Linked DNA regions of Mus musculus: region 2 is linked to region 1. Evidence: chromatin contacts called from public Hi-C data. All regions are on one chromosome and are shown on one strand. Each heading gives the region's core, a stretch centred on a gene start, on an enhancer-like site or on the middle of the called end of the contact. The rest is flanking DNA. Distances are from core to core; before and after follow the strand shown.

What was found. A called contact is a pair of places that touch in the nucleus more often than the background predicts.
Region 2: a contact with region 1 is called in a Hi-C map of uterus, with 4 times the contacts expected there. The contact joins two enhancer-like sites. A contact is called at or near these places in 1 of 15 datasets of contacts at CTCF or cohesin (pro-B cells), 16 of 484 Hi-C or Micro-C datasets (embryonic stem cells, nephron progenitors, trophoblast stem cells and 1 more) and 2 of 9 other capture datasets (adipose tissue and embryonic stem cells).

Annotation. Positions count from the first base shown.
Region 1 is chr2:52,154,945-52,160,068 of GRCm38.p6, forward strand. It overlaps Neb (nebulin), which reads right to left. Exons shown (of 157, transcript NM_010889.1): 145 at 4,533-4,625; 146 at 2,888-2,980; 147 at 2,347-2,439. Among named protein-coding and RNA genes, the nearest start is that of Gm52510, 26 kb to the left of the region's middle. Within about 2 kb of position 2,762, at least 3 of the 459 cell types and tissues checked have an H3K27ac peak or open chromatin away from gene starts, as enhancers often do. A contact at or near this core is called in uterus, where this site is marked.
Region 2 is chr2:52,600,599-52,605,722 of GRCm38.p6, forward strand. All of the region lies in intron 2 of Cacnb4 (calcium channel, voltage-dependent, beta 4 subunit), which reads right to left. Among named protein-coding and RNA genes, the nearest start is that of Cacnb4, 73 kb to the right of the region's middle. Within about 2 kb of position 2,868, at least 33 of the 459 cell types and tissues checked have an H3K27ac peak or open chromatin away from gene starts, as enhancers often do. A contact at or near this core is called in uterus, where this site is marked.

The DNA.
Region 1 (5,124 bases), core at 1,512-4,011:
TTCTCTGGCTACTTTGGTCTTTGTTAAGGTTACAGAAAGTCTACATTTAATATACAGTCTTGCCTAGTGTATCTAAAAGGCCTGTGCACCGCTGGGTAAGGTTGTCTAACATAACCTGTGAGAAGAATACAAATCATACTTTAACAAAGAAAAAGTTGTCCAGGGCCATTAGAATAGTTTCAAACAGATATACAAGAATTCACTGTGATATAGAAATGACTAAAATTTTAAAAGGCAACAACTTTCCCCCCAAAAGGAATAATGAGCTCATAGAAAAAAACAGTAGACAGCTCAAAAGAAATATCAACATACAATGAAACTCACGGTTACGGAGACGTTGTTAGTAAGCAGTAATTAGGGACAAAACACAAAGTGGACTCCAAAGGAGATACTGCTCTACTGTGTGAGAGAGCCAGTTGTTAGGAAGTACTCAACCAAAATGAAGTGAATTTCAGGTCAACCCTCCTCCCCAAGAGTGGATCCAGTTTTCAGAAGATACATAAATCTCCATTTCAAGCCTAGAAGTTCCTTATATGGAAGGATAACAAGTAATTTATTCTGGTAAGGGTTTTTTTTTTTAAGGAATATAAGTTAATAAAAGAAAATAATGTAAATTCATGTTCTGATTTAATTAGCATGTTTTATAAAACCATGCCTATGAAACTAGGGCCGGGGAGGCTGAGGCAGGAGGGTGGCATGTTTAAAGTCACCCTAGCCTACATAGGATGATCCTGTCTTTTAAAAAAAATGGAAAGCATAGATTTCTAGTCATGTGATGGCTCGTTTAGAACAACTATCAAAGTAAGTCTTTTGGTTCCAATACTTGAGTCCATCTCTATCTATGCACATAGGACCTGTGGTCAAGTCACCACTTTCCCAAGCCAGGGAGCTGTTCTCACATACAGCCTTGGACCAGTGTCTTGTTGCACTAACCCAGAAACATCAGATTGAAAGATTTCCAAGGAAATACAAGCTCCCAGTTTTGGGTCATTTGGAAGTCATTTAATTTCAAGAGGACCAAGACTAACAATGTTGAAAAGGAAAAGAACCAATTCAAAATGTTAAGGGAGGGGCCTAAGTGGTAGAGCACTGGCTTAACCCATGCAAGGCCATGAGTCCAATTCCCAACACCACATACAGACACAAAGTTAATACAGATATACCCACACATCTAACATAAAGAAGGTTTAAAGAAGGTTTAAGGGGTATTTCAGAAAGTACAAAGCATTGGTTTAAAATGGTAAGTAAAATATCCATGGCAGAAGGATTCAGTTGGTGAGGGTTTTTTTTGTTTGTGGGGTTTTTTTCCCCCAAGTATTTGTTAAATTATTATAAAGGGGTAAATGGTAAGGATTTTGTTTTATCGAAATTGTTTTTAATATGGAGTTAAAGGAACTTTCTCGCAAATACCGAGCTAAAGTTTTCTTGATTGCGCTTGGCTCTCTCCATCTCTGGAGTGACAGGTAAGGGGGTCCCCTTGCTCAGGTTCTCTTTGTACAGTATCTGCGTGCACAGAACCAACAGTCACATCAGCAATGGATCCATCTTTCAGGTAGATCTCATCTTAAAATAAATCACCACGAGTTCCTGTCCTTACAAAGAACGAAAATAAACCTGCAAAATAGAGCAAGTGCGGACTGCCGTTGTGCGTTTAGTTGTCCCCTGTACAGTAGTTGGTCTCCTGGTAACACTGATGCACACACAGGGTTGCTTAGCTTATGTATAACTTCTCAAATAGAGAGGATTGGGCTCGACCAGACAGCACGTAAGCTAACTGAAGTTACTATCTATAATGAGTTAGAGACAACATTGAAAAACAGAGGACTTGAGATTAAATAAATCTCTATGAACATTTAAACTACTGATCCTGAATACATCCCGAAGGAAACAAACAAACAAACAGAGCTCCCTGACATAAGTAAATCTTCCTGAGCCATATAAATTGGTCTGTTGTTGTCAAATGAAGATGTTTTAAGAAACATGACCACTTAGGAAAAGCTACAAATATTTAAAAAAAAAAATCAAGTCACAGTAAATATGATTCTGGTTAGTACTGACCTTTGGGGAAGGATGTTAGATTTAACTTTTGACCTGTGCCATACTAGTTAGACTGGAGGAAGGAAACTGAGAAATTATGGGTTTTTAAGGAAAGTGATTTAAAGAAAACAGTTAAAATTTCACACCATTGTTAAAAATTTCATTAGATTTGGGTGGAAATCTGAAGTAATACTGGCATCATTCCTTCATTATATGAACTTAGTAATTTTACATTTGTTTGTTAAAGATATTAATGTGACCGTATTATAATAAGTATTAGGGTCAGGATTTTTTGCCCCTAAGAAATACCGAGCTAAAGTTCTCTTGATTGCGTTTGACTCTCTCCATCTCTGGAGTGATAGCTGTAGGGGTTCCTTTTCCCAAACTTTCTTTGTACAAAACCTGTGAGATACAAGAAAGTACCCAGAAAACATTCAAAACAAGCAGAGACGGAGGAAGGGGGTAGGTTGGGGTGTGGGTGAGGAGGGCGATTTTAGAGAGCAGTATTTAGTCAGGGTAATGTTCTGAAAGTGACAACTTTACAGATGCACTTTACACTGCTATGTCTTAGGTACAGCAGGAAGCACTGGGTTCCAGGGTTCAAGCACCCCAAGGAAGCTTGTTAATGCTGCTAACAGTGTTTCAGATCTAGCTCACACCAGTCAGTTGCTGAAACTGTTAAAGAGCGAAGAGTGGCCAATTCTGCATCAGGTCAGGTGGTTTTCATCAGAGGATGATACACAAAACACACACTGAGTCGTTAAGCTGTTACTTTGAAAAGTAGAACGGGAGGTTATTCTGGTAGTTTTTTTATGGGACAGAATGTCTTATTTCATGTATCTGTAAATACCGAGCTAAAGTTCTCTTGGTTGCGTTTGACTCTCTCAATCTCTGGAGTGACAGTGGTCGGGATGCCTGTTCCCGGGTTTTCTTTGTACATAACCTGCAGAATAATTAGAATACCCAGAAAGCAGAGTCACCACAAATGGTTCAGATTATAGCTCCGGGAGGGAGCTTTGCTGAGCGCCCATAAAAGCAAGCTGCCTTTGCAAGATGAACTCAGGGACAGAGGAAAAGAAGTCCATAAATATTTGTAGAAATTTTGCCCACTAGAAAACTAGAAACTCAATTTTGCATTTTCCACAGCCAATACTTAGTATCTTCTTAAAATGCTTTAAATGACGATAATAAGTTTAATAAACAATGAGAACCCTTTTGACTGGCACGTGCAAAGCCTTGGGTTCAGTTTCCAGTAACCACCCCATCAAAAAAAAAAAAAAACCCAAACCAAAAAAAACAAAAATAAAAGCAAACCAAATCCAAAGTAACCATTTTACTGCACCCAGGCTAGTGCCTGGAGCATAACTATGCCTACATATTTGTACTCAAAGCACATGTCTATTTTAGAATTTTCTAACCATGTGGTGTTCTAGTTCTCACTTCTTCAGAGTCATTGAGAATTTTATGTATTTCCTAATACAATTCTTACCGTTTTACCTTTTATTTCTCCCTCTATTTTTGGGACAGGCTCTTATGCTACTTAGCCCTGACTAGTGTTAACCTCCCAGAAATCCTGATTCAGCCTGCTGAGTGCTGGGACCACAGGCTCGCATCACCGCTCCCAGCTCTACTGAGCCTCAGCTGATCCCTAGCTGGACATCTCATACGAGCTGACAGACTTTGCCTTCCAGGAAGAGCGTCTCTGTCTGAATGATTACAGGATCAAGGAAGCCAGTGCTTGTTGCCTGGTCTTTTTTTCCCTGTGTGTATTTTTATGTTTTATTTGCACTGTTGGGACCAAACTCAGGGCCTGAGTGCATGGTAGGCATGTGCTCCATCACTGAACAGTGTCCTCTGTCCCTGCCCTAAATCTATGTTTCCTCTTAGGGCTATCATCAATAGACATTAAAACAAAACAAAACAAAACAAAAAAACACAGTAAGTGATCCCCACTTTCTAAATCTCTTGTCTCTCTCTCCTTCCTTCCTTCCTTCCTTCCTTCCTTCCTTCCTTCCTTCCTTCCTTCCTTCCTTCCTTCCTCCCTCCCTCCCTCCCTCCCTCCCTTCCTTCCTCCCTCCCTCCCTGCCTCCCTCCCTTCTTTCCTTCCTTAATAAGTTTCAACCTAAGCCTGGCTTGGTGGTACACACCATGAATGCACATGGTGGCTGAGGCAAGTGGAGCACCTGGATCAAACAAAATTACAGAAATTACTGCAACCCAATGCAACACAGAACCCCTGGGCTTGTTTTGTTTTCTTCAGGTTAGTGGACAGAGAATTCAAAAGGAAGTTGGCAACGGAGAAGTTCGAGTATAACAAGGAGTACTAGGGAGTGAGCTACTGCTAGACTGAGGTCTCCTGGCAACCTGAGGGGGACAAGGGAGGAGTCACAGCATCCCCAGGTATTGGGGGGGCCTTTAGCAGAAGGAAGGGGTGGATGAAACTAGGGTGCCGATTGAGAGGGTCTTACAAATGCATGCCAAGTAAGAGTCAGTACCGAGCTAATGTGCTTCTGGGTCTCCTTGACGCGTTTCACTTCGGGCAGGTCAGGGATCGGAGTTCCTTGTCCGATTGCTTCTTTATACTTGACCTACATGGAGATGGGGACAGAAAGGTGTTACTGCATGCTGAATTCTTCCTACTACATATGTGTGGTTGATCAGTGTCCTGTATTCACGGGGGTTGGAGATTGTAATATTTAGGACACATCCTACCACAGAGTCACACATAACTTTTCTTTAGTTCTGTGTTGTCTCGAGACAAGATCTCACTTGTGTAGACCAGGCTGACCTCAGACTCACAAGAGGTCCACTTGCCCCCGCCTTTTTCTTAATTAGTGCTTGCCATGCGTGGTGGCTTCCTGTTTTCCAGTTCTGAGCCACGGCAGCAAACAAGCACGTTTTCCCTTCCACCTCTTTTTCAAATGTATAGATAGAAAATTTATTCTATTCTATCACAAGCAACCTCAGCCTCCAGCATTTGTACTTCCTTTGTGCAATACTTTGCTGGTTTTTTTTGTTTGTTTGTTTGTTTTTGTTTTTGTTTTACACAGAGGGAGCACTGTGAAGCTCTTGGGCTTATCTGACTGG
Region 2 (5,124 bases), core at 1,618-4,117, 450 kb after region 1:
GGGGAGAGGGCAGGTCTGCTGAGCACTGAGGGGGGAGAGGGAAGGTCTGATGAGTAGCATGATCTGTCTCTGACATGGGTGCTGAATTGATGATTGTATAGAGATCATATTTGTCAGTTAGGCAGGGGCCAGCCTGGTGTAAGTGCTTGCAGTTGGCAGTATTTTTTTTACAGCAATGCAGGCTCTTGGGGACACTTACCCAAGCGAACTCTATTTCTATCATAAAAGTGGGTGACAGAAGTTGTTCTGAACCACTTCCTGGCACATCTGCCTTGGGTAGGTCTTTGTATATAAGAATCTTTCAAACCTCCTTCCCCTGCGGATCAGAACTGCTCAGAAGTTTGGAAGTAGTATATGTAAGAAAAGGAAAATGATGACCCAAGCCTTGGAGTTCCCTGTATCTAACAGTGACAGCACAGCGCTGTGTTCAGGACATCGTCAATGAGTGGATGATAAATGGATGAGTATGTGCATGAATGGACCCACCTGAGCGGAAGCAGGTGAGGAGGGACAGATGGGTAGACATCTGCAAAGATGAGTAGTAGAAAAATACACAGGTTAACAAAAGGGTTTCTGATAATATGATAGAAGGTAGTGTCCCCTCCAAACCAAAAGGAATAGAATGACAAATTTTAAAAGGAGGCTAATGGTAAGTGGCTATTATATGCCCATCAAATATTTGTGCATGGATATGCACACACATCCGTGTATAAAAACTGATGCGAGAATGGATGTATTCCTCAATAAGCTTGGAAGCTTCCCCCTGTTCTCTGACTTACATTCTGGAAATGTTAAATGATGCATATGGCTGCTGTAATATAAGAAAATAGGACCCAGATGTGGAAATCTCGGCCAAGTTAGCAGTGCCTGTGGTAGGGCAAAGGATTAGGAGGGACCACTAGCTTGAGAATCAGTCACAGTGTTGAGGGGACAGAGAGGGTCTAGGAGGTAAGTAAAGCTCTAACAGATTCAGGAGGAAATCATTGAGTTTCTATGTCTCCAATTTGAGGACATACAGCCCATGGTACTGACTTCTGTCTCAAGTCCCACCTAGTGCTCTGGGTTGGCCATGTTTGCCATAGGCTCTGCCCTTCAGGAGAAGAGCCTCTCTATACTGAGAGTCAGGGTCATGATGGTTTAACTGAGAAACATATCCCAGCATTTCTATGTTCTTTTGATATTTGGTGAGGTCTATATAGTAATCTTACTTCTTCTTCTCTGAGGAGGACTCCCAGAATTGACGCCCATCTAAGAACAGGGCATATCCCAAGGGTAGAGCGTATACTATGCCAAGACAGAAAATAGAGGCTATGAAGAGGTTTTGTGATTGTAACCTTCCAATATGCTGAGTATTCTTATTTAATTTTTTTCATTTACTTAATTTATGTGAATGTGTGTGCACCATAGACACACAGGAACCTGCACCTGTCAGAAGAAGCCATTGGGTCCCTTGGAACTGGAGGTAGAGGTGGTTGTGAGCCACCGTGTGAGTACTGGGAACTGAATGAGTCAAGGAGTTCTGCAAGAGAAGTAAGCACTCTTGACCACTGAGCCACCTCTCCAGCCCCTGTTGTAAATATTCTTTTTGCTTTTGGTGATTTTTTTTTCTGTGTTCCAATGGGAAAAATAATACTAAACAAAAAAGTTAAACTATAATATATGCCCGAAACTACAGGAAACAGAAGCCAATCCAATGAGTCTAGGCAAGCACTTAACAAGGAAACAGCTGAAAAGCCAGTTCACTAATGAGACTCTAAACTTCATCCAGAAAGATGGTTGCGAAATCATGCATCTGTTTAACTTTTAAAAGACTCTTAGGCAATATGTGGAAAGGGAGGCAAGGTAATGAGATGAAATCTAGCCAGTGAAATAGCAACACCCACTAACAGGTCTTAGTCACTATAGTCTCTACAGCAGAGTTACAACATTTCTCATACACTGACAGCTATTGAGCAAAAGCCTACCCAAGAGTGGATGCTCCCATTTTGAAGGATCCTCTGAAGTGACTGAGATGCTGTGACTCCACAGATGATGACATTTGACAGACGAGTTTACCACTGACCTTCTAAAAACATCTCAAAACTAAAATAAAAAAATGATAAGTTGGGATTTATCCAAAGAAATTACGGGGCTGGCGAGATGGCTCAGTGGTTAAGAGCGCTGACTGCTCTTCCGAAGGTCCTGAGTTCAAATCCCAGCAGCCACATGGTGGCTCACAACCATCCATAACGAAATCCGATGCCCTCTTCTGGAGTATCTGAGAACAGCTACAGTGTACTTACATATAATAAATAAATAAATCTAAAATAAAAAATAAAAGAAAATATGGAGTGAAAGTGTGATCAAGTCAGAACCACAGAGAACTATAGCAAAGCGTGTAAATGAGGAAACAGAAGATGCAGTAAGAAGGGCTGGAACCCAACCAAGGCACAGGAGTATCCCAGAAGCCACGGTAAGGAGCGTTCTCAGAAAGACAAGATGCTTCTGATCGGAACACTCTATGAAGTCGGAATTTGGCAGACAGTCACGAAGACTTTTCAGAGAGCATCTTGGTGTGGGGTAACAGGCGAGAAGCCAACTGTTTTTGTCTGAGAAGTGAACTGGACATAAGAGAGCAAAGTGGACAAACTCTTCATCTTCCATGAGCTCTGACCGTGGAGGAAGGCAGTGCTGTTCAGTAGTTTGTGAAGGGCACTGTGGGCAGTTGATGGGAGGTTGTTCTGATTTCTGGCTATGGTCTAGGTCGCAGATGACACAAGCAGAAGACCATAGCTAGTGTTGACAGTTAACACAGAACAAGGCTGGTGGCGGGGCTAAAATTTAAGCATACCTAGAAGAGGACACCCTCGAAAGGAAAGCCAAGGATTACGTCATCTAAAACAGTGGAGGTAAAACCTGAATGTGAAGGAGACAGGCTCTTACAATGGCAAACATTTAAGTGGGGCTGGCTTACACTGGCAGAGGTCCAGTCCATTATCAGCGTGGGGAAGCATGGCATCATGCGGGCAGACTTGGTGCTGGAGGAGGAGCTAAGAATTGTACGTCTTACACCAAAGGCAGACAGGAGACTGTAGCCGGGAGGAGGCTCTCTATACTGGCTGGAGCTTAAGCACTAGCAAACCTCAAAGCCCACAACTGTACTCACTGCACTCCAAGTGATTATAGTGAGGAATTCAGTGCTGTTTTGAAGTTGCTTGAGCTTCTGCTTTTTGACAATGTGCTTAGAAAAGTTGAAGACGTTCAACAAAACCAAAACTAAAGTTTGTCTGCACAAAGTGTGTGTATGTGTATATATATACATATATATACATATATGTATGTATATACATATATGTATATATATATGGAGAGAGAGGGGGGAGGGAGAGAGAGAGGAGAGAGAGAGAGAGAGAACAGACCACTATGGGGATGGCAGTACAAAGTTCATATTAATGCCAAGAGTTAACTTCAAATAGCTTTTTGGAGAATTAAATTTTAACTCAAAAAATTGAAAGTGTAAACATTACCAGAAAGCCAGGCAGATAAGGTTTAACCCTGTAGCTAAGACCTATCTGTGTCCTAGAGGTACATACAGCTGTTTATCACAGCAGTGGCTGATATTCACAAAGATGTACAATGAACAACGAAGAAAGTCGATATGTCTAGTTGGGAAGCAATGTTTTACCCTTTCTGTTTCTTCCGTAACTAAGCAGCTTCCGTAAAGCTTTTACACAGAGAGCACTGTGGCTTGCTATTAGATTGCCCCCAAAATAGTATTAAAAGACTATATAGTACTTTAGCTTTGCTTGTTTACTTAGCACGCTAGCTAACTAGGACACAAACAGAACACTGCATCTTTCCCCTTAAGCACGTCATCATACGACTGTGTCAGTATTGCATACATCATTCATTCGAGGCTTGCAAAACTAGCTAGCTGAAACCCAGTGCTAACTTGTCATTCGGGCTAAGCTACTTACAACCAACCGAGGCTACCCTGTTAGACCGGTAAATTCTGTTTCTCTCCTAACCTCACCCTATCTCACAAACCTCCATTTTGATTTGCATAAATAAGTCTGATGACTTTTCTGGAGACAGGAAGCTTTATCCAAAAGACTTAATCATGGGCTAGAGAGATGGGTCGGTGGGTAAAATTCGGATCCCCAGCACCCATTTAAAAGCCAGGCCCAGCGGTAAGCACCTGTAACCACAGTGGTGCAGAGGTTGGAGGTCGAGAGATGAAGACAGGCAGGCAGGTCTTCCAAGCTTACTGGCCAGCTAATCTAGTCGAAACGGTGAGGAGCAGGTTCAATGAGAGATCCTGCCTCAAATGAAGAAGGAGGGGGTGACAAGGAGGAGAAGGGAAGGAGGGAGAAGAGGAAAAGCAATTGACAAAAATACCAGCATCAACCTCCCACCTCTACACGGGTGTTCGCACCTACACACATGTGGACACACATACATACACACTTGTACACACACAAATACATCACCCACCAAAAAACTGTATATTTGTCTTTTACACCATAGCATGCTGAGACCCTGGAAATAAAGAATGAAGGATAATTAGGGAGACAGAGGTTTCTTCCAAATCCTTTCAGATGTCTACTTTCACTTACTGTATGCGAGGTATGACCACAGTGTTGGGTTAACTGCTCATCTACAGCATGTATTGCCAGCCTACTCTGTCCTACACAGAATAGAAAGAAAAAGATTGCCCAGGAGATGGCTCTAAAAATGAGTGGTCCCTCCTGGGTCAGATAACACTAAAAAGGAAGGAACCATCATGTTTGAAATACTCTGTGAGTTGCCCAAAATATTTCATTATCACGACTCACAAGAACTGTTTGTTTAAAAAAAGGGAAAGAAGCTCCAATGTGAGTCAAATGTGAAGGCCACCAACTCTGTAGTGACAGAAATTGGATGCACAGCACCTCACTTTTAAAGGAATGGTGCCCCCGTGTGGCTTTGAACAGAATTTCAGAACACATTCAGCCTTGACTCCAGGTCCCTCTCTGAAAAAAATAATAATAAATGGATTTGTGTGTGTGCATTTGCTTTTTGTTTCTGTGCGTATTAAAAGGCGGTTGTACATGTGTTTAAGTATGTGAAGAGTTGGCAAACTGCAAGAAGACTTGCTCCTGACAC